Linked DNA regions of Sus scrofa: all the other regions are linked to region 4. The links are chromatin contacts, called in public Hi-C and HiChIP or PLAC-seq maps. All regions are on one chromosome and are shown on one strand. Each heading gives the region's core, a stretch centred on a gene start, on an enhancer-like site or on the middle of the called end of the contact. The rest is flanking DNA. Distances are from core to core; before and after follow the strand shown. Region 1 holds the start of STXBP3 (syntaxin-binding protein 3). Region 2 holds the start of PRPF38B (pre-mRNA-splicing factor 38B). Region 3 holds the start of LOC100624950 (cytochrome b561 domain-containing protein 1). Region 4 holds the start of TMEM167B (protein kish-B).

What was found. A called contact is a pair of places that touch in the nucleus more often than the background predicts. HiChIP or PLAC-seq counts read pairs in DNA pulled down with a chosen protein or histone mark.
Region 1: an H3K27ac HiChIP or PLAC-seq map of alveolar macrophages shows a contact between it and region 4. The contact joins the promoter of STXBP3 here to the promoter of TMEM167B in region 4. A contact is called at or near these places in 1 of 5 promoter capture datasets (fetal liver) and 2 of 2 datasets of contacts at active chromatin or transcription factors (alveolar macrophages and skeletal muscle).
Region 2: a contact with region 4 is called in a Hi-C map of liver, with 4 times the contacts expected there. The contact joins the promoter of PRPF38B here to the promoter of TMEM167B in region 4. A contact is called at or near these places in 1 of 5 promoter capture datasets (fetal liver), 5 of 47 Hi-C or Micro-C datasets (alveolar macrophages, heart right ventricle, liver and 2 more) and 1 of 2 datasets of contacts at active chromatin or transcription factors (alveolar macrophages).
Region 3: an H3K27ac HiChIP or PLAC-seq map of alveolar macrophages shows a contact between it and region 4. The contact joins the promoter of LOC100624950 here to the promoter of TMEM167B in region 4. A contact is called at or near these places in 1 of 5 promoter capture datasets (liver), 2 of 47 Hi-C or Micro-C datasets (embryonic fibroblasts and heart right ventricle) and 1 of 2 datasets of contacts at active chromatin or transcription factors (alveolar macrophages).

What each region holds. Positions count from the first base shown.
Region 1 is chr4:111,289,197-111,295,333 of Sscrofa11.1, reverse strand. It overlaps STXBP3 (syntaxin-binding protein 3), which reads left to right and starts at 1,267. Exons shown (of 19, transcript XM_021090106.1): 1 at 1,267-1,486. The coding sequence starts at 1,438.
Region 2 is chr4:111,345,729-111,352,181 of Sscrofa11.1, reverse strand. It overlaps PRPF38B (pre-mRNA-splicing factor 38B), which reads left to right and starts at 4,677. Exons shown (of 6, transcript XM_001927806.4): 1 at 4,677-5,258. The coding sequence starts at 4,974. LOC102160506 (a long non-coding RNA gene) reads right to left here and starts at 4,606. Exons shown (of 3, transcript XR_002343537.1): 1 at 4,479-4,606; 2 at 3,310-4,168; 3 at 1,696-2,275.
Region 3 is chr4:110,631,600-110,637,706 of Sscrofa11.1, reverse strand. LOC100624950 (cytochrome b561 domain-containing protein 1) reads left to right here and starts at 1,769. Exons shown (of 3, transcript XM_003355263.4): 1 at 1,769-2,012; 2 at 2,537-2,574; 3 at 3,132-6,107. The coding sequence starts at 1,865. The coding sequence ends at 3,635. ATXN7L2 (ataxin-7-like protein 2) reads left to right here. Exons shown (of 11, transcript XM_021090075.1): 11 at 327-474. The coding sequence ends at 427.
Region 4 is chr4:110,969,037-110,975,057 of Sscrofa11.1, reverse strand. It overlaps TMEM167B (protein kish-B), which reads left to right and starts at 3,549. Exons shown (of 3, transcript XM_001926138.5): 1 at 3,549-3,682; 2 at 5,710-5,841. The coding sequence starts at 3,673.

The DNA of each region.
Region 1 (6,137 bases), core at 18-2,517, 320 kb before region 4:
ACTAATAGTAAGTACCATTTACACTTCTCTATGTGACCAAGTTGAATTAAGAAAATTGGGAGTTCCCATTATGGCTTAGCAGGTTAAGGACCCTACACTGTCTCTGTGAGGACACAAGTTTGATCCCTGGCCTCGCTCAGTGGGTTAAGGATCTGGTGTTGCCACAGGCTGCGATGTAGGTTGAAGATGTGGCTCAGATCTGGTGGTGTCCTGAGTGTGATGTAGGCGAGCAGCTGCTGCTCAGATTTGACCACAAGCTTGGGAACTTACAGGTGCGGCCATAAAAAGAAAAAAATAACGTAAAATTGGTTCTTTGCAAATCCCTGTGAGAAAGCATACTTTGTGTTAATGTCTATGATGGTTATGTCACAGTTTGGGGGGCTCAGCAACTAAACTCATTCAATTCATGAGTGATTAGTTTGATTGCAAGTCTCAGGAAATAGATCTCTCTACCTACACTTGCTATGTTTGAGCTTAAATTGTCTCCTTTGTTGAATCAGCAATAATTCCCTTCTTTTAAATGCTAAAGCATTGATAGCCTCTCCCACCTGAATTTGTTTGTTGAATAGATAATTATTTTATTGGTTCATACAGGTATACTATCATCACAAGGGCATTTACTTTTTAACCAACTTTTTTTTTTTTTTTTTTTTGTCTTTTTGTCTTTTTGTCTTTTTGCAGCAACGCCAGATCGGAGCCACGTCTGCAACCTACACCACAGCTCACCGCAACGCTGGATCCTAAACCCACTAAGCAAGGCCAGGGATTGAACACGCAACCTCATGGCTCCTAGTCGGATTCGTTATCCACTGTGCCACGAGGAGGAACTCCTTAACCAACTTTTGACTACCTGCAGCATATCAAGAATTGAGCTAATTAGATTTTTAATTCTTCAGAATCTGGTCTCATTTATTTGACGTTCCTGAAAGTCTTGAACAGTTCTGGGCACACTGGATGGCACCTCACATTTCTGCCCAATTATTGCCTCCTTGAACGATGAATAAACTTTTTGAAGGATAAATTTTCTATTCGGTAGGCGACTGAATGAAGTCCATTACAAATCGCTTCACAAAGTGCAGAACTCCCTCCCGTTTTCATGTACCCTACGTGTAATCCGGAATTTCTCAGATGCTGTTAGCTCCCAATCCGTTGGCACGGTTTCGTTTTCTGACGTCACAGGTCGTCGAAATTCATCTGACAGCCTCCCGCTAGGGGGCGCGCAACTGCTCAAGGAGCGTCCATCCGCACTGCGCAGCCTCAGTCTAGGGATGGGCGGGAAGCCCCTACAGAGCCCGTGACGTCACCGGAGGGCGCGGACCGTGGGCGTGGGCGGGGCCTCCCCCGCAGCTAGAGGCGGGGCCCGCCCGACCCCTTTCCCTCAGCTCAAGTAGGTTGCGAGTGGGAGGCGCCGGCGGCTGCTCCGCAGTGTTTGGAAAGATGGCGCCGCCGGTGACGGAACGGGGGCTGAAGAGCGTCGTGTGGCAGAGTGAGTGCGATGGGGCAGGGGCTGAGAGAGGGAAGGCCAAGGAGGCCGTGGCGCCCGGCCTTGCGTTCCTGCCCCAGACCAGCAGTCCCTTGGGGAGCCGCGGCGGCCACTTGTTGCTTTGGCGCCCACGTCCCTGTTAGGACTTCTTCCTGCTTTCCTTCCCAGCGCAGTTCTGGCAGGACCAGGGATGGGCGGGGTGCGGGAGGACGCGGCCCTGGCGTCTGGCACCCTCTCCGCTCGGCGGGGCCCTGGCCCCGAAGCCCCGCCCTGGGTGAGCGGCCCCCGGCCGGCCTTTTCCGCCCGGGGCCCCGGCGCCGGTCCTCCGCCGCGCCCGCGTCGAGGCCCCACCAGTCGGCGATGTCTCTCCACCGGAGACAATCTAAGCACTGTTTTTCTCTCTCGTCCCTCCCACTCTCCCCGCACTTGGGTTTCCGAAAAGTGCTTATTCTTGCTTATTGGTCTTAGTATCAGGGAGGGTTTTATAACCGTACTTTATCTGTCCTTTAAGAAGACAAAAACAAAACCTCACTGTTAAACAGACCCCTCTTCCCTTCTAGAAGAGCCCACTTTCTAAAGAGAAGGGACCGCTGGAATGATTAAATCTCGGGGCAAAGCTGTACCTTCATCCACCTTTTCCTTTCTACTCTCCGAGTCACTCCGTTTTGCTAGGACTGTACTACTTATTGGTTACTCATATTCTGCCATATCATCCACGACTTTCATAAATATCACACCAAACCTAGACCGGTCAGGTTAGAGAAGGAATAATACTGCCAAACAGGAAGAACTATCATTGTTTGGCATTGCTGCGTTCAAAGTAATTATGGTCTAGTGGTGGAAAGGGAGTAACATCCAATTAGTATTTCTGACTCCAGCTTTGAAGAAGGAACAGAAATAGCACCTGAGTTAACAAACTTCTGGGAGTTATAGAATTCCTTGTATAAAATTAAAACTCCAAATTGGTGACTGGCATAGTGATTAGCACATCAGATACTAAAAACAAGTGTATAAATAAAAGAGGGAAAAAAGTTATGAAAATATTTTTATTACTTTTTTCTTTTTACCTTTTTTTTTTTTTTTTGGTCTTTTTGTCTTTTTAGGGCCTCACCCGCAGCATATGGAGGTTCCCAGGCTAGGGGTCTAATTGGAGCTGTAGCCGCCGGCCTACACCACAGCACAGCAACTTGGGATCCGAGCCGCATCTGCGACCTACACCACAGATCAGGGCTACGCCTGATCCTTAACCCGCTGAGTGAGGCCAAGGATCGAAACCGAGTCCTTATGGATGCTAGTCGGGTTCACTAACCGCTGAGCCACGATGGCAACTCCTTGAAACTATTTCTTTTAATTGGATAATTGTAAAGTTAGAAATTTGTTTTTCAAAATTTGCATGGGTTACTTTTAAGATTTGGTAATGTTTTAAAATCACAGTGGTATTTAAATACATTTATATTGTAAATGGGAATTACATTGTAAATATATGTTGGAAATGGGTAATGAATTGTATTTTATAAGTAATTTCCAAGATGGTCCTTATGGTCAGCATTTATTAGCAAAGGAAAAAGGTTAATGGCAGTAATGTTGGTGTTGATGGCATGGAAACTAGGCAAGAGGGAGCGTTTAAAGATAACAATTTTCCGTCGTGGGCTGTGAACCTGAGGTGGCACCAGGATATCCAGATGGCGTGTAAGATAAAGAAGATGGGACACTGAATGGAAGGAAGGTGTTATGAGGATTAAAAAATTAGTTATTAGAACTTTTGTGTAAGTAGGAACATAGCCAAAAGACAGGTGATGTTCATTCCACATTTAGTAAGTAAGTGGAGAGAAAAGAGAAGTGGGGAGCCTCTCAGTTCTGTCAGCAGAAGATGACAGTCTGAAAGAAATGAAGGCATCTTCTCAGAGGTAGGAGAATCACACATTTGACTGAGAAAAGGTTCTGCTAACTATATAGGTAGTATAGTTAGGTCTGGGTAGAAAGCTAAGTAGCTTTCAGTTGTTTTTTTTTTTTTTTTTTTTTTTTTAAAAAAAAAAAAAGGACTTCCCCTTGCGGCACAGCGGAGACGAATCCAACTAGCAACCGTGAGGCAGCGGGCTCCATCCCTGGTGTTGCTGTGGCTGTGGTGTAGGCCAGCGGCTATAGCTCCGATTAGACCCCTAGCCTGGGAACCTCCGTATGCCTCGGGTGTGGCCCTGAAAAGATAAAAAAGCCCCCCCCCCAAAGCCGTTCGGTTTACCTACAAAGTAGGGAAAAGGGAACTAATGTTTCTTGAACAATTACTCTATGCCAGGCACAATTCTTTACATATATTAAAACTTGAGAATTTATTACCTCTATTTGACAGATGTTAAAACTCTTATTATTGCTGCATTCTTCTGTTTTTTTTTTTTTAAATCATTGGCTCAGCTTTAATTAGACTTTACCCTTAAGCTTTTACAAGTGGAATTAATCATAAAGCAAGGGTGTAGGGGAATAATTTTCCGCTCCTTTTCTTGTAAACTCAAATTCTTTGGAGTAAAGCAGGCTTTTACTGTTCACAAGATTATTTGTGAGCTGTAAAATAGTTTTCCCTGTATAGCTGCCTTATTCTTAACAGCCAAAAAGCCAAAACAACCCAGATGTCCATGGACTGGTGAGTGGATAAATACCATTGGTACATACAATGGAATATTACTAGGCAATAAAAAATAATGAAGTGGAGTTCCCGTCGTGGCGCAGTGGTTAACGAATCCGACTAGGAACCATGAGGTTGCGGGTTCGGTCCCTGCCCTTGCTCAGCGGGTTAAGGATCCGGTGTTGCCGTGAGCTGTGGTGTAGGTTGCAGACCTCTAGCCTGGGAACCTCCATATGCTGCGGGAGCGGCCCAAGAAATAGCAACAACAACAACAACAAAAAGACAAAAAAGACAAAAAGACAAAAAAAAAAAAAAAATGAAGTACTGATACATGCTATAGTTTTGATGATCCTTGGAAAAATTATGCCAAATGAGAAGTCAGTCATAAAGAACCATGTGTTATATGACTCCATTTATATTAAATGTCCAGAATAGGCAAATCTATAGAGATTAGTAGAAAGTAGATTAGTGGTTGCCTACATCTGCGGGGATGGAGAGATGTGGGGAATGATGGCTAAGGTTTCCTTTGAAGTAATGAAAATGTCCTAAAATTGAATATGGTGAAGAGTGCACAACTCTGAATATACTGAAAGCCATTTAATTGTACACTTTGGATGGATTATATGGTATGTAAATTATAAAGCTACTTTTAAAAACCTGATAGAGGAGTTCCCATTGTGGTTCAGTGGGTTAAGAATCCAACTAGGGGAGTTCCCATCGTGGCGCAGTGGTTAACGAATCCGACTAGGAACCATGAGGTTGCGGGTTCGATCCCTGCCCTTGCTCAGTGGGTTAAGGATCTGGCGTTGCCGTGAGCTGTGGTGTAGGTTGCAGACGTGGCTCAGATCCCATGTTGCTGCAGCTGTGGTGTAGGCCGGCAGCTACAGCTCCAATTCGACCCCTAGCCTGGGAACCTCCATATGCCGCGGGAGCAGCCCAAGAAATGGCAAAAAGACAAAAAAAAAAAAAAAAAAAAAAAAAAGAATCCAACTAGGGAGTTCCCATCGTGGTGCAGTGGAAGTGAATCCGACTAGGAACCATGAGGTTGTGGGTTTGAACTCTGGCCTCGATCAATGGGTTAAGGATCTGGTGTTGCCGTGAGCTGTGGTGTAGGCTGGCAGTTGTAGCTCCAATTAGACTCCTAGCCTGGGAACTTCCAGATGCCTCGAATGTGGCCCTAAAAAGATGAAAGAAGAAGAATCCAACTAGGATCCATGAGGATTTGAGTTCGATCCCTGGCCTTGCTCAGTGGGTTAAAGGATCCAGTATTGCTCTGAGCTGTGGCATAGGTCCATACACAGTTTGCATCCCATGTTGCTGTGGCTGTGGTGTAGGCTGGCAGCTGCAGCTCCAATTTGACCCCTAGTCTGGGAACCTTCATATGCCACAGTTGCAGCCCTAAGAAGAGGAAGGAAAAAAAAAGAAGTTTCATGGGAGAAGGAAGAAAAAGTAATTATTTCCTCTCTGGGAGTAAATCAGGGAGGATTCAAAAGAGGAGGTAACATTGAAAGGTAGGAGGATTTTACCAGATGGGGAAATCTGAGCCAAAACTCGAAGGTATGAAAATATATGATATTTATGGAAGAGGGGATAATTCCCTTTTCTGAGTACAGAATACTTGCTGCAAGAAATAGAGGGACAAAGACTAAAAGGTAGGTTGGAGCTTAATTGTTTAGACATTCTCAAGCAGTCGGAAACCATTAAAGATGAAATATTTTTTCCTTCCTCAAATAGTCATCCTCAGCAGTTTGGGGTCTGTATTAGAACAGTGCTGAAAGGAAGTCATTTTCTTGATCCTAAAGTTTTCAATTTCAGTAAGTATAACGGTAAAGTGCACTAACGCTAAGTGTACAGCTGGGTGAATTTTTACCCATGTAACTATCACGTAGATTGAGGTATGGAATGTTCCCAAGCACCCCATAACCTCTGCCAGGCCAAATTCCACCCTCTCCCCCAGAGGAACTACTATTTGACTTAATGTTGCCATCAGGCAGTTTTACAGTGGTGGCTTTTTGTCTTTACATCCTTGTGTTTAAG
Region 2 (6,453 bases), core at 3,428-5,927, 380 kb before region 4:
TGCAGACGCGGCTCGGATCCCGCATTGCTGTGGCTCTGGCATAGGCCAGTGGCTACAGCTCCGATTCGACCCCTAGCCTGGGAACCTCCATATGCCGTGGGAGCAGCCCAAGAAATGGCAAAAAGACAAAAAAATAAAATAAAATAAAGGAATATGTGCAGAGACTATATGCAAACATTATGCCATTTTGTAAAAGGGACCTGAACATCCATGGATTTTGGTATCTGCAGGGGGTCCTGGAGCAAATCTCCCATGAATACTGAAGGGCCACCATAAACCCTGAACTATATAAAACTTTCAGAAAACGTTAAGAGGATATCATTTCAACCTTAAGACTGGCAGTGCTTAGGGCAAAAAAGCACAAATCATAAAACAAAAATGTGATAATTGAGACTTCATTAAAGTTAAAAAAACTGCTATTTGAAAAACACCATTAATAAAATTAAAAGGCAAGGCACAGATTGTGTGATAAATCCTTGCAACACATGTTATCAAAGGACTTTACCCAGATCATGTAAAAAAGTTTTCCATCTCAACAAATACTAAAACAACCACATAAGGAAATGGGCAAAAGGGATGAAGTTATTTTACAACGGAAGAGACATGAATGCCAATAAGCTCCTGAAATGATGTTCAGCATCATTAGTCATAAGGGAAATGTAAATTAAAGCCACAATGAGGTACCACCATGCACACTTTAGAATGACTGAAATTGTTTTTTATATTTATTTATTTATTTATTTATTTTTTTTTTGCCATTTCTTGAGCCGCTCCCACGGCATTTGGAGGTTCCCAGGCTAGGGGTCAAATTGGAGCTGTAGCCGCCAGCCTACGCCAGAGCCACAGCAACGCAGGATCCGAGCCGCGTCTGCAACCTACACCACAGCTCACGGCAACACCGGATCCTTAACCCACTGAGCAAGGTCAGGGATCCAACCCGCAACCTCATGGTTCCTAGTCGGATTCGTTAACCACTGCACCACGTCGGGAACTCCAGAAATTTTTTTTTAAATCCATCACATCAAGTATTGATGAGGACAAGAAACAACTGGAACACTCACCCATTGATGATGGAAATGTAAAATAGTAAAGTCACCTTGGAAAACAGTTTGTCTGTTTCTTTAAAAGTTAAACATATACCTATCATATGACCTAGTCACTTGATGTCTAGGTATTTAGCCAAGCGAAACAAAAATGTCTGCACAAAAACTCAATAAATGTATTATCATAGCTACTTTATTTGTAATAGCCCAAAAATTAGAAATCTAAATGCCTAACGACAGACAACTGGATAAACAAATACAATCGGTGGGTTAAGGATCCTGTGTTGCTGCAAGCTGCAGCTTAGATAACAGATGTGACTCAGATACCCAGTATTGCCATGGCTGTGGCCTAAGCCTTAGGTACAGCTTGGATTTAACCCCTAGCCTGGGAACTTACATATGCCATAGGTGTGGTTGTGGAAAAAAAAAAAAAAAGAGGAGTTCCCGTCATGGCACAGTGGTTAAGGAATCTGACTAGGAACCAAGAGGTGGTGGGTTCGATCCCAGCCTGGCTCAGTGGGTTAAGGATCTGAGCTGTGGTGTAGGTTGCAGACACAGCTCGGATCCTGCGTTGCTGTGGCTCTGGTGTAGGCTGGCGGCTACAGATCCAATTAGACCCCAGACTGGGAACCTCCATATGCCACGGGAGCGGCCCTAGAAAAGACAAAAAAATAAATAAATATAAAGTCAGTAGTATGATTAAAAAAAAAAAAAAGAAAGAAAAAAGAAAAAGAAAACACATACAACCTGTTGGTACCAGCAACAAGACTGAGTATCAGTATTATTCTGAGTCAAAGAAGCCAGGTGAAAAGGGAACCTGCATATGATTGCATTTATTTATTGTAATTCAAGAAAATGCAAACTAGTCTATATTGACAGAAAGTGGTTGCTGGGGATGGAGGTGGAGAGAGACTGGATTGCAAAAGGAGACAGGAGAACTGGGGTGACGTATGACTGTTATCTTGCTTGTGGTGACAGTTTAATCAGTACTGAGGTCTAGAAGTCTCCCTCAAAATTCTATCCCCAAAGGTGATGGTATTAGGAGGTAAGGCCTTTGGGAGGTACTTAAGTCATGAGGGTAGAGCTCTCATGAATGGGGTTGGTGCTTTCACAAAAGAGACCTCACAGAGCTTCCTCATCCTTCTAAAGTTGTGATTACTCAGCAACGTGGGGCCATCCATGAAGCAGGAAGAGGACTGTCCCTTGGTCTTGGACTCTACAGAACACTAGAACTGTGAAAAATAAATTTCTTTTGTTAATCAGCTACCCAGTCTGTGGTATTTTGCTACAGCCCCAAAAGACTAAAACAAACCAAACTTCTCAGTTTTATCCTATGTACAGTGTAGTATACCCAGGTTAAATATAACTTAAGCTACACCTGCAGCATATGGACGTTCCTGGGCCAGGTATTAAACTCGCCAGAGCAGTGACAACACCAGATCCTCAACCTGCCGAGCCACCAGGGAACTCCTAAATATAACTTTTTAAATGGGGATAATACTTATATATTCAGATTGCTTTAGGGATTCACCGAATATGCCAAGCACTTTATCCCAATACCTGGTTTGATACTTCATTTGATGCCACTGAAACTTTTATTATCAAACTTCAACCTCTCTACTAAGCTCTTTACTCAGAGTCTAGGGATAAATGAATTTTAAAAGATTTAGGCAATTAGGATTTGGCAATTAGTGTTACTGGGTAAACTCAATAAACTTTTCATCAAGGCAAAAAACACATAAAGGAAAAAATGAGTTCAAGTTTTTTTTCATTTTATTTTAAACTTGGTGAGTCTTTAGAGAGTGGGATCATCTATTTCCCTTGGGAAGTAAGTTTGTATAAACTAATGTACGGAAAAACAAGATCTGGAGTTCCCATTATGGTTCAGTTAACGAACCTGACAAGTATCCATAAGGACATGGGTTCGACCCCGGGCCTTACTCCATGGTTTAAGGATTGGGCATTTCCTTGAGATGCCATATAGCATGCAGATGGCTGGGATCTGGCATTGCTGTGTGGTAGGCCAGCAGCTGCAGCTCTGATTCCACCCCTAGCCTGAGAACTTCTGTATGCCACAGGTGCAGCCGGCCCTAAAAAAAAAAAAAATCTACTAAGTTTAAACCACTTCCAAAAGCTTTAGCCCTCCAACATAAAATAAAGGAACTAAACAGAATGATCACTTATATATTGTCCATTCTAAATATTAATCACTCCAATCATTCATTTACTTCTCATTTATCTTTCCTTACACTATGTCTCCATTTACCTTCTACTTCTCTGCTTGTCCTCTCTCCTGCTGGTTCAACTTCATCCAGCTGTAGATGTTCCCCAAGATTTCTGTCTCATCCCTTTCCCCTCTGTGTTTAAGCCACTGAAATTAATCTTGCCTTCAAACTTCCTACTTCAACAGTTTCTAGGAAAGCGTAAATGATAAAAAGTGCCACAATGAGAAATCAAATAGCATGGAGAATGAAAAAGGTCACTGGATTTTGGCAATTAGGGTATCACCACATGAGTCATCACAGGTTTTGAGCAGGGAGTGCTGCACTTTTGGAAGGATGACTCTAGCAACGCCCTGTGAAGAACGAATTGGAGCCAGAGAATATTCCAAACATTAGCATCTTAAGGTAACTTTGGGGTCATAGACGAAATTATGTAACCCTTAGGCTTAAATGTCATCAAATTCCTTATGTTTCATCTTGGCATTCCAGGCACTTAAATAGCCCAATTCCTATCTAGTCATTACTCCTCCATAAGCATATCTCCTGGCTCCTGTCAACTAGATTTACCCTCTAACAGACTTGATCTTCCCTGCTTCTATATATACTCAGGCTGTTCTCTGTCGGTAAAACTGCCAAGTCCATGAACCTGCAGAAACTTCAGTAGCTTTTGTTGTCTTCTCTTGACTCCCAAATTCACCATGCTTCTTCTCTAGGTGAACAGTAGCTTTTGAAAGATGACACGGGTTCTGACTCATTCGCGCACCCACCACCTTCTTCCCTCTACCTCCCTTCAATGCCTCGCCCAAGGCTATCACTCGGAATGCACCGCAGAATGGAAGAACTCCAGTAGGAAGAAAGCAATCAGGTAACGAATGGCACTACAGATACAGTAGCTCTTAAATGCTAAAAAAAAAAAAAAAAAAAAAAAAAAATTTAGCCCAGCAAGATGTTTATCTTGACCTTACGGTTGAATAAATTTAGGCTCAAATAATAAGATCTCTAGCCGGACAGAGGGCAGAAAGACTGCACTGGAATCACACGAAGGAGTGCGGTACTATCATCCCTTCCAAAGAATCTTAAAACTGAATTCAGGAGGTTCGGTTACTCCGCAGTAGTCAGTCATGGATTTGCAAGTATACAGCCTTGAGAACGCCTGACCGCTCAGCTTTCGAAAGATGAAACCGGGGCCCGCAGTCCAAATATTAAAACATACCAATTAGACCTACAATCTTCCTCCCCTGACCCCCAATTTCCAGTGTAAATCGCCTAAGAGTCGGGGAGCAGAGGGCACCAACGCCACCGCAGCGCGCTCCGAACGCGCGGAACAAGGAAGAAGACTCTCCGGCCCACCTGGGCAACTCTGATTGGCCGCCGGCTAAGCTTGGAACTCTGGGGCGTGTGGCGTCACATCCGCCGGGGCCGCCATCTTGTTCCCAGGGGCAGTTGGCGGAAGAGATCGCGCTCTCGGGCCGCCGGCTCGCTTTCTGCTTGGAGTTCTCGCGGCCCGCGTCTTGGCGTCTGCTCTCCACTCGGGGTCCATTTGTCGGCGTCCTAGTTGCCCTCCTTCAGCTGGCTGGGGCACAGCTACGCGGCCCCCTCTTCCGACGGCGTTCCATGGAGTAGGGTCCCGGACCGTTGTCCCGAAGAGCGAGATCGAGCTTGGCCCCCTCCCCCTCCCTTCTCCCTCCCTCCTTCCTTCCGCCGCAACATGGCTAACAACAGCCCCGCGCTGACAGGCAACTCGCAGCCGCAGCACCAGGCAGCCGCGGCCGCGGCTCAGCAGCAGCAGCAGTGCGGCGGCGGCGGCGGCGGTGGCGCCACCAAGCCGGCAGTCTCGGGCAAGCAGGGCAATGTGCTGCCGCTGTGGGGCAACGAAAAGACTATGAACCTCAACCCCATGATCTTGACCAATATCCTGTCGTCGCCTTACTTCAAAGTGCAGCTCTACGAGCTCAAAACCTACCACGAGGTGGTGGACGAGATCTACTTTAAGGTACGAAACGTCTAGACCTGGGGGGGTGGGGGTTAAGTTCGGAGGAGGGGGTATAGAGGAAACGGGCGGAGGCGGCCCCGGAGGACTGAGGATTTGGTGGTGGGTGGGGGGCGGCGGGCGGAGGGGTTGTGGTGGTCAGTAGTCCGCCAGGGAGGGGTCAAACTGGGGCCGCCCTCTCATTTCCTTTTCAGATTTTTAGGGCCCGGAGAGCCCGCCGCCATTGATCTCGCTCGCCTCCCCCCACCTCCTGCCCGTCCCTGGGGGGAGTTGGACGGGAGAGGTGGGGGAGAGGAGAAACGAGACTGAAGCCTCTCCAGTTTACAGCTTTAAATTTCTTTCTTTTCACGTGGATCTACTCAGCGCCAACTTGTTGGCGCTTCTCCTGCTCACCCCGGGCCAGGGCGTGTATTGACTTCAATGTTGGCCTCGTGTAGTCGGTGTTCACTGTCCGATTAAGACAGGGAAGTGGTCAGTGTGCGTCGGGTGGGGTGGGAGGGTTGAGGGTGGAGAGGTGCAAGTGGAAGAGATGTACCGAAGGCCTGGAAATTTTCGCAGCAGGAAGTCAGGAGTAAGTGGTCTCAGTCACCTGTGCATTGGGCTTATTTAGAATTATCTGGGCCCTGGGCTTCTGCGGCAGGGTCGGTGCTGGCTTGGCTGTGCTGGGGAGCTCACCTGGCGCCTCCTCACTGCACTCTTGTCTCAGTTCTTGTTTCGTTAGCAGGATTGACTCAGTCTTGCAGCGAGGCTCGGAGCAGCCCAGGGTCGCAGGTAGAGGTATGCATTATTAATCATGCTCAATCGCCATAAATGCATTTCCCTGGTTAAATGAACGGCTAATTAGATTTTTTTTTTTTGGCCATTAGTTTTGGTCTTTTCCTCACCAATTTGATAGGCGTTCTCCACTTACCTGCAAATTATGTAGTTTTAAAAATACCTTCCAGGCCTCCTAAGGTTAATTTATATTTTAAAGAATATTAATCAATGATCATTAGCTATTAGCTAGAACATCTAATATGATACAATCCGTTTTGTCTGTATTGATTCTTAAAACATTTGACAGATCACAAAGTATTTTCTGTGACCTGAACACTTCTGTAGAGGTGTTAAGAGAAGGAAATTTTCTTTATTTGCTTTTAAGTTATGTTTTGTCCACCTTTTCCCCAATTAAGTGGGGTTTTTTTGAAGGATTTTGTAA
Region 3 (6,107 bases), core at 520-3,019, 340 kb after region 4:
GAGGGAGGTATTGGAGGTGGGAAGGGGCGTGCCCTCCTGGCCAAGCACTAGCCAGGTGCATACCAACACCTTTGGTGCCCACACCAGAGTAGTAAGTCTGACAGTTGCCCAGGGCTCGAGTGTGTGTGTCACATGTGGGCCTGGGTGATCTCTGGGCTGCCTCTGCTGGGGCTGGCATTCGTCTTCCCCCTTGCCCAGTGTTACTCGCCAGACCATCGGGAGGAAATCAGGCCTTACTTTTATGGCCTGTGCAGTGACAGGAGGATGGGTAGACCCCCTCCCGCCCCCCAGCCTGACCCTGTCTCTTGCCTGTTGTCTTCCTGCAGTCAAAAGCCCATTAACGAGAAAGTGCCTGCCCACTGCGATGGAGACGCCAGCACCTCCTCCCCTCCAGATCCGGGCCCCAGGCTGCTGCCGCTTTTTATAACTTTATATTATTTTTTTTAAGAAAAAAAACTCTTTAAAATACCTCAAGACTGTCTCCCTGTTCTGTTGCTGCTAAGAAAATACAAAAACAAACATAGAGAAGGAAGCAAAGAAATGTAACAAAACGAGTGTCCTTACTGTCCCCATCCGCACCCCAGGAGGCTGAGATGATAGGCAGCCAGGCTCCAGCTCCCATCGCTTGCCTGCAGAAAAGTCTCTTAGGCTTGTACATTTTTTGTCCTTTAAAACTGTGGAAATGGCTGGGGGTGGAATCACTGTGGGAGTCTCAGGATGAGGAGGCATGTGCGGCTCCAGCTCTGAGTGAGCAACAGCCACAGGAACTACAGTCCCATTAGGAAAGGAGACCGGATGGGGGAGGGGAGCCACACCCCTGGCCCGGCTCTTGGATCTTTGCCTTGAGGGTCTGTGGGCATCAGCTTGTGGCTCTTCTCTGGTCTTTGAGCAACCCTAGGCCTCCATCCTGTCTCCACATTATTGCCTCACGTTTCTTCAGCTCTTCCTGCCTCTTGCTAGCAGCCTTATTTTCTCAGCCACTGGAGCTTAAGTGGGTAACTGCACCCAGGACGGCCTGCTTTGGTCCCTTTTTCTCCCTGACCTGTGGGTTTACCCATAAGGAAGGGGCGCAACCTCTTTAAGCCGAACCACACCTTTTTTGGAGGCAGGAAGGAAAAGGGTATGATCACATACAGAACTTCCCTTGATGTGGGAGGCAGCGGGCATGTGGGAGGCCCCAGTCCCTCAGGATCACCTGGCTCCCCAGGGCTGAGCAGATGGTGTGGAGGCGGCCAGCGCTGGGAGTGCCCTAGTTTTTCCATTTGTCTCACTGGGGACAACAACCACTGCGCAGATAGGGGATAGGACTGTTGCATGGCCCGCCTTTGGTCCTCAACCCTGAATTTACCAGGCACAGGGCACCAGATTCTAGCTTTATTCTTTCAGTCTTCTTACTTTTAAGCAGAGGGGAATCTTATTCCCTTAAGACGAAAGAAGGGATGATGGGAGACAGTGGCCAACCGGGGAAATTCAGTATTTCTGGAAAACTGCTCAAAACACGGGTTTCACACGCTTGGCCCAGTGTACCAGATTTGTGATGTGGGTGAAATCAGTTGTCATAAACATAATTTCCACAGGCTGCCTGAGACACCAGCCCCATAAGCCCTTGTAGACATCAAAATGCAAATGAGGCTGGCTGAAGGAAAGCGCTGGGCCGGGAGCTGTCCAGTCGCCTTCTGCCCTCGGGGCTCTCCGGGGCCGAGGCTCTTTCCCCCCAGCCCCCAGAGGGCGCTGTGGGCGCATCCGCCGTATTGCCGGCGGCGTCCTGGGGAGGAGCTTCTCCCGCAGCCAAGGCCGCCTCCGCGATCGCAAACCCGGAAGACGTGCCCCGGCAGCTGGGAGGGTGCGGCGGCCGGGGACCGCCATGCAGCCCCTGGAGGTAGGTCTGGTTCCCGCTCCGCCGAGGGAGCCGAGACTGACGCGTTGGCTGCGGAGAGGCTGTGGGATCTTGGCACACCTGGTCGCTTTGGGCTTCACCATCTTTCTGACTGTGCTGTCCCGGCCGGGAACCAGTGAGTGGGCACGGGGGCGGGGCCAGGGGACGGGGCGGAGCCGAGATGCTGGAGGGGCAGAGCCCGGGAGCGCTAGGAGAAGCGTGGAGTGGGGACCCTAGCAGTGGAGGGGCGGACTGTGGAAGGGTAGTAAGGGCGTGGTGGGGCGTGGCCCTGGGGGTGGGTCCTGGAAGGGTGGGGCTTTGGGTGCCGGGAGGAGAGGAGACGACTGAAGTGAACGGAATAAACTCACTAGTTCATCATAAGCGGAGCCCCTCACGGACGATCTAAGTAAAGGAGGGAGGCCACGATCTATTCTAGGACTTGGCTGATTGCTGCGAGGCGCTGAATTGGGAACTCGGGCCAAACTGGTTTGTTTGCCCTCTTGGTTGCTCCACTTTGTGCTGAGTTCCTGATTGCTGATTAGTGTTGGAGATAGTACACTGTGACTTTTCTTCTCCAGCCAGATTCTTTGGGCTCCAGCCGGCCAAACGCGGGCAGAAAGAATGGTGCCCAGCCGTCAGTCTGTTCTCTTTGATTCTTAGGTTTTTTCTCCTGGCACCCTGTATTCATGGCCTTGGCGGTGAGTTTGGGCTTCTTTCTGCAGGTGATTTGTTTGGATATTCCCCTAAGGAAGCATCCAGCCTTGAGAAGGCTCAGCCTTTCTAAGGCTCAGAGAGGTGGGGGAAATGGCCAGGGCCCCATCTTTCCCTGCAACTTAGGAGATCAGGGCACACAGAAGGCTGGGCTCTAGGTAGTGTCAGGTGGTTGAAGGGGGTGGAGGGCGTGGAAGACACCATTTTTTCTCTGCTAAGGCCTGAAAGGAGGAATTGGAAGGGTGTTCTCCAGTCGCTCCCGATCCCCAAAGTTCAGTAGGAAGTTTACCATTTGCCCTTCCCCTTGGTCAAGACGTGGGAGTCATTGTGGAGGGGGTGGGGAGGGGGCTGGATGTCAGCCTGAATCATTGAAGTGTGGATTCCCAATTCTGCCCAGAAATGCTGACCTGGGAGGCAGGGGGTCCTGGTGGGAGTTCTTAGCCCCCACCCTTTGTCCTCATTGTTTGAATATATGAGGGCACCTCCTTTTTCTTAGGCCTCCAAGCTGGGCCTGAGGCTCACTAGCCCTCTCCTATGTTCACAGTTCTGCCTCTGCATGGCTGAGGCCATCCTACTCTTCTCGCCTGAGCACTCCCCGTTCTTCTTCTGCTCCCGAAAGGTCCGGATCCGACTCCATTGGGCAGGGCAGACCCTAGCCATCCTCTGTGCAGCCCTGGGCCTGGGCTTCATCGTCTCCAGCAGGACCCGCAGTGAGCTGCCCCACCTGGTGTCCTGGCACAGCTGGGTAGGGGCTCTGACATTACTGGCCACTGGTGGCCAGGCACTGTGTGGGCTCTGCCTCCTCTGTCCCCGGGCAGCCAGGGTCTCAAGGGTGGCTCGCCTCAAGCTCTACCATCTGACTTGTGGACTGGTGGTCTACCTGATGGCTACGGTAACGGTACTCCTGGGCCTGCACTCTGTGTGGTTCCAGGCCCAGATCAAAGATGCAGCCTGGTACCTGTGCCTGGCGCTGCCCCTCTATCCAGCCCTGGTAATCATGCATCAGATCTCCAGCTCCTACTTGCCAAGGAAGAAAATGGAAATGTGAGTTCCTCTGAACTCTGAATCTAAATGGGACACTTAACTCGGACTTCAGTGGCTCCTTGGGTGACCTTCAAGGATCCAGTTCAGAAGTTGTAGGGTTTTTGTACTTCATAGCTGGGCCAGGGGCTGCCGAAACCCCAACTGCTGTGGCTGACAGATGACTCAGTGGGCAACATCGGGGAACTGTACTGGGTGCAAGTGGAAGGTGATGATGGGAAGCTTGATCCTGAAGCCCCTGCTCTTGATGGAAGACAGAAGCGTTGGGTGGTGGTGGTGGCGACGGTGTTGGCAGTCATTTCTTTGCACTCCTGATGAGAAGTTGGGTTTCTAGAACTGAATGGCAGCCATGGCTCTTTGGGTCACTTTGAGAAAGCAGTGTAGTGGGCAAAGCCCTTGGGTCTTATTTATGGACTATGGTCCTTAGAGGCTCTATTGTGCAACCTTATGCAAGTCATGTGTCTCAGGACCTCAGCTTCCTCATCTGTGTAATGAGTGGTTGTTTCTAAACAATCTCTAACATCTAGTGTCTGTTCAGTTGCTGTCACAGAGCACCCGCCCAGCACTGAACCCTGGACCGGACCACTCAACAGAGTCGGGATCTAAGTCTTACACTCATTATTCCCTTACCCTCCCGGATTTGCCCGCATGACCTTTCAGGAATCTGTGTTGATTTGGTCCCTGGAGTCAGGTGCTGTGAGGGAGGGGACCCAAGAGGGTCTCTAGAATTCCAAGACATTAAAGGCACTGAAGTCACTTTAAAGCTTTTAGAGGAGCAGAAAGGCATTGGCTTAACCAAGCCCATGGGCTGGGCTTCTTAGCCCAGCTAAGAACTTTCTTCAGCTCAACTCAGGATCTGGGCTTGAGGGCCTCAGGGCATCCGTTCCCAGCGGCAGAGTATACTGAGCATCTCATGTTTTGCCCTTCTAAGGGCTCAGGTCTTAGCACATAGCTTTGTGGAGCTATTCCGAAGCGCTTAGAACAAAATAAGAGCCAAGAAAGCAGGGCAGGGCTCTTCTGATCTAGAGAAGACAAAGTCTCCCTGATCCCCTCTTCCCTTGGCAGCTAAGCTTTCCTCAGTGGTCGTCTCTTGCCAGCTCTTTGACCCAGGAGGGAGCTGAGTTTGGTGCCAGCTGGCACATGATGGCTGGGCTGTCTTCCCTGCAGAGACCCCTCGGTGTTCCAAACTGAAAGTAGTTCCCCAGACTGCCCTGGGCGGTGAGGGCTGGATGCCAGACTGGCTAACCCTGGCCTGGCTCAGTCGGGGAGTCGGGAGCTCCATAGATGGTGGTGAGGACGGAAATGGCCGAGTCAGGAAAGCTGGTGTTGGGGCAGGTAGAGGAGCTCGCTGGGAACTCCGGGAGGCCTGGAGTGAGGGCGTCGGAGCCAGGGGAGGCATTCCTGGATGGCAGTATTTTGGATATGACAGGTCTGTAGAAGATTCAAGACGTCCCCTATGGGTGGCTCAGAGGCAAGGAGGTTGCTCTGCGTGGACAGCACAGGAGCGGGAACTGCGGGGGCAGAAGGGCCCTCTGAGCGGTCCTCGATAGGCTCCTCCTGGGTCAGACGGCATCTCCCAGGAGGGCTCCAGGCCCTGAGCATCTAAGGGGCGCCTGCTATGCAGAGGGTGGTGGTTCCTGTCTCTTTCATTGTCCTTTCCAACCCCCCAGTGTGGTGTGAACCGGGAGCTGCTTACTGGGGCCGCACCGAGGAGAGTCTCCCATAGGGCTGCTTTGGTCAGGGGTCCATCTCCCCTGGCCCGGTCACAGCCCAGGCCGTGCCGGGGGGTCTCACTCTGCCCACTGCAGGGTGAGGAGGCCGGGCGAGGTTCACCAGCTTGCTCTGGGAGCCAAGCGGGCGACGCCGGAAAGCCCGAGCCGCCTGAGGTGGTGCCTCCTCCCAGGTGGTGCGGGGGCGGCGGGCGGGCTGACAGCCGGCAGTTTGCGTGGGCGGTGCCAGCTGATGTCTATTCCCAGCCCCGGGAGGAAGGGGGAAGCCGTTTATATTCCGAAGGAGGAAGGGGCCCCAGCTGTCACCTCTCTGACTGGGAGGGCTGGGGGCGGCAGGGGCACAGGGCAGAGGGGAGGGCACAGGTGGTCTCCTCTCGCTTAGCCAGTCTGACTGCAGTACCGGGAGGCGGTCACCAGGAGGAGCCCTTCTTCCCGGCTGGCCGGACCCCCCCCCCGCCCCCGCCCGCCCTCCGCTTCTCCCTCCCCTCATCACCACCTGCCCTCACATCCTGGGGGAGCAGCTGGACAATCCTTAGACCTTCGTGCCCGGGCACCCTGCCTCCAGCTGGGAGCTTTGTGGCTGCTGACTGCCTGTGCCTCCTCTCGCTCATGTGTTTCCTCCCCCCCACCCTCTATCCCCCTATCCCTACGCCCCACCCCTCCCCCAGCCCCCCATCTGGGACCTTAGCTGGGCTGCTCAGCAGAGAGGCACAGGCCTTGGGGAAGACGCAAATGGCTGCCCTTTTGCC
Region 4 (6,021 bases), core at 2,300-4,799:
GTTCCCACAGTCCTGGCTTCCTGAACCTTACCATGCAGCAGGGGGCCATGAGTGAAATAGAAATTGTATGCTTTGGAAGCTTATGATGGAGGAAGGGGACCCAGGAAGGGCAGAGACGCCTCCCTCGTGCAAAAGGTTTGAGCTGCGACCCGAGAGATGGATGGAGTCAGGTCGTGAAGGAGGAAGGGAAGTGTGTGCTCTGCCCCAAGCTGAGCTGATCTTCAAGCCTTTGATTACACAGCTACTTTCCCACTAGGATACTTTTCTTTTCCACTGACAGGCTACATGCGTTTCAGGCCCAGCCAAGAGGTCTGCTCGTCCACGAGGCCCTCCGGCTGAAGGCACCTTCTAACACTCCCACAGCACTTATTTTCGCTTTCCTTCAACACTTCTTTCTACTGTATTTTCTGATTCTTTAGACACGCAGCTTGTTTATAGACTAAATCTTAAAACTTACTAAGAACACAGTCTTTTTCTCTTCCCTTTGAGCTCCCAATGGCCAGCACATTCCTTAGACTTCCAAGTCCCCGGAACAAATGCTTGTAGCATAAATTAAGGCCGGTTTGACATCCCTTTTCAGAGACGTTGTCATTCAAATGAAGCTATTGTTGCAGGCTGTGCCTTTGGGACTGAACTTACTCTTTGGTTAAACCAGAATGCCACCGTCAGGGTCCCCATGACTGATGAGTGTTCGCCACAGGGACTGCAACAGCCCTAACAAACAGGCCACTGTTCTTGACTGACAGGCGTTTGGCAACAACTGCCCGTCCTCCCGGCGGAGGCTGAAATGAACTGAGGATGGACTGTCTGAATGGAGTCCCCAGGCAGCGGGCTCTATTGATTCCTTGTATTTGGGCCGCAAGAGCCGGTGACCCAGCTTTGGCATGAGGCTTGTGGGTCTTTTCGGGAAGATAGAAACACTAATGCTTGGAACAAAATCCTCAAAGATCAGGATCAGGGCCCAGCATCCTCATTTGACACAGTGCGATAACAAGGGGAAGGGAGCTCCGGAGTCAAACACGCTAGCTCTGTGGTCTCACCACTGTGCCTCCGCTGAGCCCGATTTCTCACTGAAAAAAAAAAAAAAAGCATTCTGCAAAACAGTGGAGATCAAAGACAACGTCTTTACACAGCTAATGCCTGTGCTCTACTAAAACGTGTTTCTTCCTCTGTCTTTCCCAATATAGTTTGTTCCCTGAGGGCAGAGACTCATTTTTGCCTCTATTCCTGCAAAATGTAATAAAGTGCCCACCACATAGCAGACACTGGTAAATATTTTTTAAACAAGTGAACAACAGTAACAGCTAACATTTATGGTGCACTGACATCACGCCTGGTATTGCTGTAAATAGTTACTCATTTACTCCTTCAACCACCCTAGAAAGAAGCCACCATTATAACCCAATTTGACAAAGACAAAGCAGAATATAATTTTTGAAAATATAAAATTCTTAGTCTAACTAATTTTGAAATAGAAATCTGGTGAAATTCACTTTATTCAATAAAAAAAAAAGGTAAAATACTACTTAGAACCTGGAATAAAAAAAATATGGTGGAGAGAGGAAGAAGGGAAATAAATACAAGCGTGAGAAGAAAGAATAGGAAGAAGAAGAAAGACAGACACAAGGAGAAACAGTAAGGTATTATGTCCATTACCGTCCTTTGAAATAGTAAGGAGACAATCACTCTTCCCAGTTCTTCAATTGTGATTTTTTTTTGTCCTTAAACTTAATTCTTAAACTCTGAGAGTGACAGGTGAGAAGAGACTTACCTTTCAGCGCACGAAAGAAAAAAGAAAACTGGAATGGCTTCCGTCTAGTAAAAACGAGGAGATAAAAGTTATCTCCAAAAGAGTAGATGGCATGAGCCAAAATGTGAGAGCAGAGAGTACATTTGAGGAACGCAGAACAGTCTTTTCAGAGCTGAAGCTTGAAGTCCACATATAGGAACAATAGAAAATGCTGCTGGAAGGCCTTGTATAGCAGGCAAGGAGTTAGACATATACTCAGCAGGCAGCGGTTGTGTTAAAGTAAATAGCAGTCATGGTGTGGACTAAAATTTTCTAGTTCTGAGTTCAGAAGACCAGAAGACTGTCGATACTGGATAGTCCTTACTCTAAACCTTAGATTATCTCTAAAATAGAGGTGATGAGGCAGTTGTGACGATTACTTCAGGTACGATGACAAGGTGTGTTTGCTTTGAAAATGTCAAAATGTTATACAAATGCACGTTCTCACTGCTGTGAGGATTTAATTGATGCTTAAAAACTTCTAGCCTGGGATCTTCCATACCCTTGGAGGACAAGGCAGGTGTGGCCAGAAAAAAAAAAAAAAAGAAAAAACAGTGACTGAAATGGCAAAATCACAAAGGTGATGGATGTAGAACGGAAAAGGGGGCAAGAGGAATGATATTTTGAAAAAGAGTTAACTGATTAAAAGATAATTTACAAATTATAAATTCTAATTTATCCCTCCCTCTCTTTCCCCTTTGGTAACCATGTTTTCTATGCCCGTGGGTCTATTTCTGTTTTGTAAATAAGTTCATTTGCATTTATGTGTATTTTCATAAGGAGTCTGTCCTAATCAGACTTTTTGGCTTGCTTTTCCACTCCAACTCCTAGGAGGCTTTGATAGCTTTTCTTCCTCAAAACCAAGCAGGCCGCAGCCAGCAGGTGGCTCTGCAGGAGGAAGGACAAAGAATCCCTTTAGGATGTAGACATCTGCGGATTACTAACCTTAACTAACCTTCAGCTCCCAACAACTCAGTCGCACTTTCGCCCCGACTCTAATAAAGGCAGGTCGCGTTGTGTGTAATTAAGGATTTCGCTGTTCAAAATGGGACCTGTGGCTTCGTCTCCTCAACCCCGCGCTAACATTAAACTGACGGTGTATTTGGTCAGGTTGTTAAAATGCTGTGAGAAGAGCTGTCCCAATATCTCCATTTCCCGGTTAAAGAAGTTGAGGTGACCCCTGCATAACTAAATACAAGAGATAATTGAGACTATCCTGATAGTTTAAAGAAAAATTGATGCAAACAGGCAATTATCTAAACGTTTCCCAACAATGTAGAGTTTTAGCGTTATAAGGTTCCTAACTGAAAGTCCAAACGCAACCTCACTCTCCAGATTTGTTTAAGGAGTAAGGAGAGACGCAGCAAGCGCGGCTTCTTTTAAATGGAAGCTTGAGACGGAGACCTCTCCGTTGCAGGCGGCACCTCTCCGTTGCAGGCGGGCAGCCGCTTACAGACACACCAAACGCACACACGCAGACACTGCAGCTACCAAAGCGCAAAATAAAGGGCAAAACTGAAGCCTTTACCTTTTTCAACCACGACGCTAGCAGGACAGGTTACGCCCCAACACTAACTCTTCAGGGGCGCTCAGAAGAGACTTGGTTACCATGGCCACGGAGGAACCCTGCGGGATAGCGTTTTTCTAAACCACACATATTAGCGCAATTCCTCCCACGCAGGTTCCCTAGCTCGGCAATCGACTATCCACCCCTGATTGCGTTCGGCGCTCCCCTCTCTGCCCTTGCGCCTGCGTACTCTGACTCCTGCCCTGATCGCTGCGGCCCTGATCGGGAAGTGTCAAGCGGGAGCTGGGGTTCCCCCGCCTTCGCCGCTACCACCGCCGATCCCGGGACGCCATACCCAGGCCCCGGCCCAGCCGCCATGACGAACGGTGAGAACCAATGCCCAGAGCGGCGGAGGAGAGAGCAGAGCGAGAGGAAACGTGGCGGGCGGAGCCGGGACTGACGTGGCCGCTCTCCCCGCCCCCTCCCAGCCCAGTCCCCCCTTGTTCTCTTGGGGCCGTAACTCCTGTTCCCTCAACCCCTCTGCGGGTTCCTCCGCCCTGTGCCCATCTGGAACCCTCAGTGCTTCATGTGCCCCCTCCCCGAGTCCTTGGCCCCTACCCTGTGCTTTCCCTTGTCCCCTTTCTAGAAGTTCGTTCTGGCCCTTAATGTCGCTTTAGCACCAGTGAAAAACAGATCCTTCTCACAGCCCTCTGCGTTCTCATACTTTTGGATAGTAAGCTCCTAGGGAGGACAAAAAAATCAGAGGATTTTTGGCTCCACATTTGGGGGGGCAGTGAATGTAGACTCAAAAAAAAGTTCTACTTGTTTTGCAAAAATGCTTTAAAGTTTTCTCTTATTTGATTCTAAAGTCCTGCCTGGACGATCCCATCTGGAGACCATGGTTAGTGTTGCAGGGTTTGCATTTAGACACTGCCTCTTCTAAATGATGTGGCAGTTGCTACCCTGTTTGTCTGACCTAATTTTTCAGGTGTCTTCAAACACTTTATGGACATGATTACCGAATTCCAGGGAAGGGCAAGAAACAAAGCCTTTGCAGTCTTTAGCATCAACCTTAACAAGAAAGATGAGAAGGCTTCTTAGGCAGTATAATTTGAGGCGCATAGGAGAGCATCTCTCAAAAGTACTTCTCCATAAACCTGGTACTGAGGGTTCACATTTCCCGTCCTTGTGGCTTTTGGCTTTACCTGTCAGAATTTATGGTAGAAAAAGACTAGCAAGTAAAATATTGTTCAGCATAAAAACTTAGTGTATGTTTTAATTTACTGGACGCTTGTTTTAATTTGGCTGTGGGGTAGTTTTACTGGAAGGAGAGAGGGCGGTACACTGGTGGCCCAGAACTGGCAGATGCTGGTTTTGTAAAATATCCTTTTGGAGCTTCAGGAGCAGTCAGAGGTCCGAGGTTATTAGGCACAGTACAGGAAGGGATATCACCCAGAGGAAGAAATCATCTAAACTGAGAAATAAGAGAGCAGTTGGAACACAGTAATTATTGAATAAATGTTCATGACCCATCACCCTTTATTTATTTATTTATTTTTTTGCACTTAGGTGATTCATTGTGTTAATAAGAAACAGCTTGGGGAGTTCCCACTGTGGTGCATGGGTTAAGAACCCGATTGCAGCAGCTCAGGTCACTGTGTAGGTGCAGGTTCAATCCCCAGCCTGCTGCAGCAGGTTAAAGGATCTGTTTTGGTTTACATATGTAAGAAATAGAACTAATTGTTCAAAGGTTTTTTCCCCCACAATCGTCGTCCCACTATGTCCAAGCCTCAGATACTTTTTTTTTTTTCAAGAATGTTATTCTGGTAGAAATTTGGTTTGTAAGTAGAGTACATGTGAAGTGTAAGATAAGCATTGGAAAATTTACATGTGAAGTGTAAGATAAGCATTGGAAAATTTTAGTCATATGGATTTGAACTCTTGCAGTCTCCATTAAGCTTTACATTTGCCTTGTGTGTTGTTCACCAGCGGATGCTGACCTGAGAGATGTGGCTAAATATCTAGCTTTCCTTTATCACATGAGTTCTTTATAATAAGAACATGTTTAATTCTCTCCATTCAGGCACCAAGGGTTCTTATGCCTCTCTCAACCTATTGCCAGTCAGCATTCCCAGTAGGCTGATTCCACATAAAGCAAAGCACCCTTCTCAGAATTTATAGTTCTTGAAAGTGGAGGGAAGGGAGCAGTGAGATTTTTGTTGGGGAAATATCTACAAGTGATTTTGAGGAACAATAAAGTAACCTTGTGAGTCCCAGGACCATGGCTCCCTCATGTCACCGGCTGGCGCTGCAGTCGAGGTTATCATCTTGATATTCTGTCGCACTCTGTTCTGTGGGCTCCCCTCTCCCCAGCTAGATTAGCACCAAAGGTCTTCTCCTCTTTCTCTAACAGTGTACTCGCTGGATGGAATTCTGGTGTTCGGCTTGCTCTTTGTTTGTACCTGTGCCTACTTCAAGAAGGTACCTCGCCTCAAAACCTGGCTGCTCTCAGAGAAGAAGGGAGTTTGGGGTGTGTTTTACAAAGGTGAGATCATATCTGTCAGGGGGAGGAGAGGACAGTGAGGCGCTACACAGTGGGGGTGGGATGGGCGGGATCGTTATTTGGTTTCACTTTGACATAATTATTTAAGCCCCAAGATAATCTGGTAATCTCTATGGAGAAAAGTATGTATATTAAACAAGCTTAGACTGAACTGGCATTGTT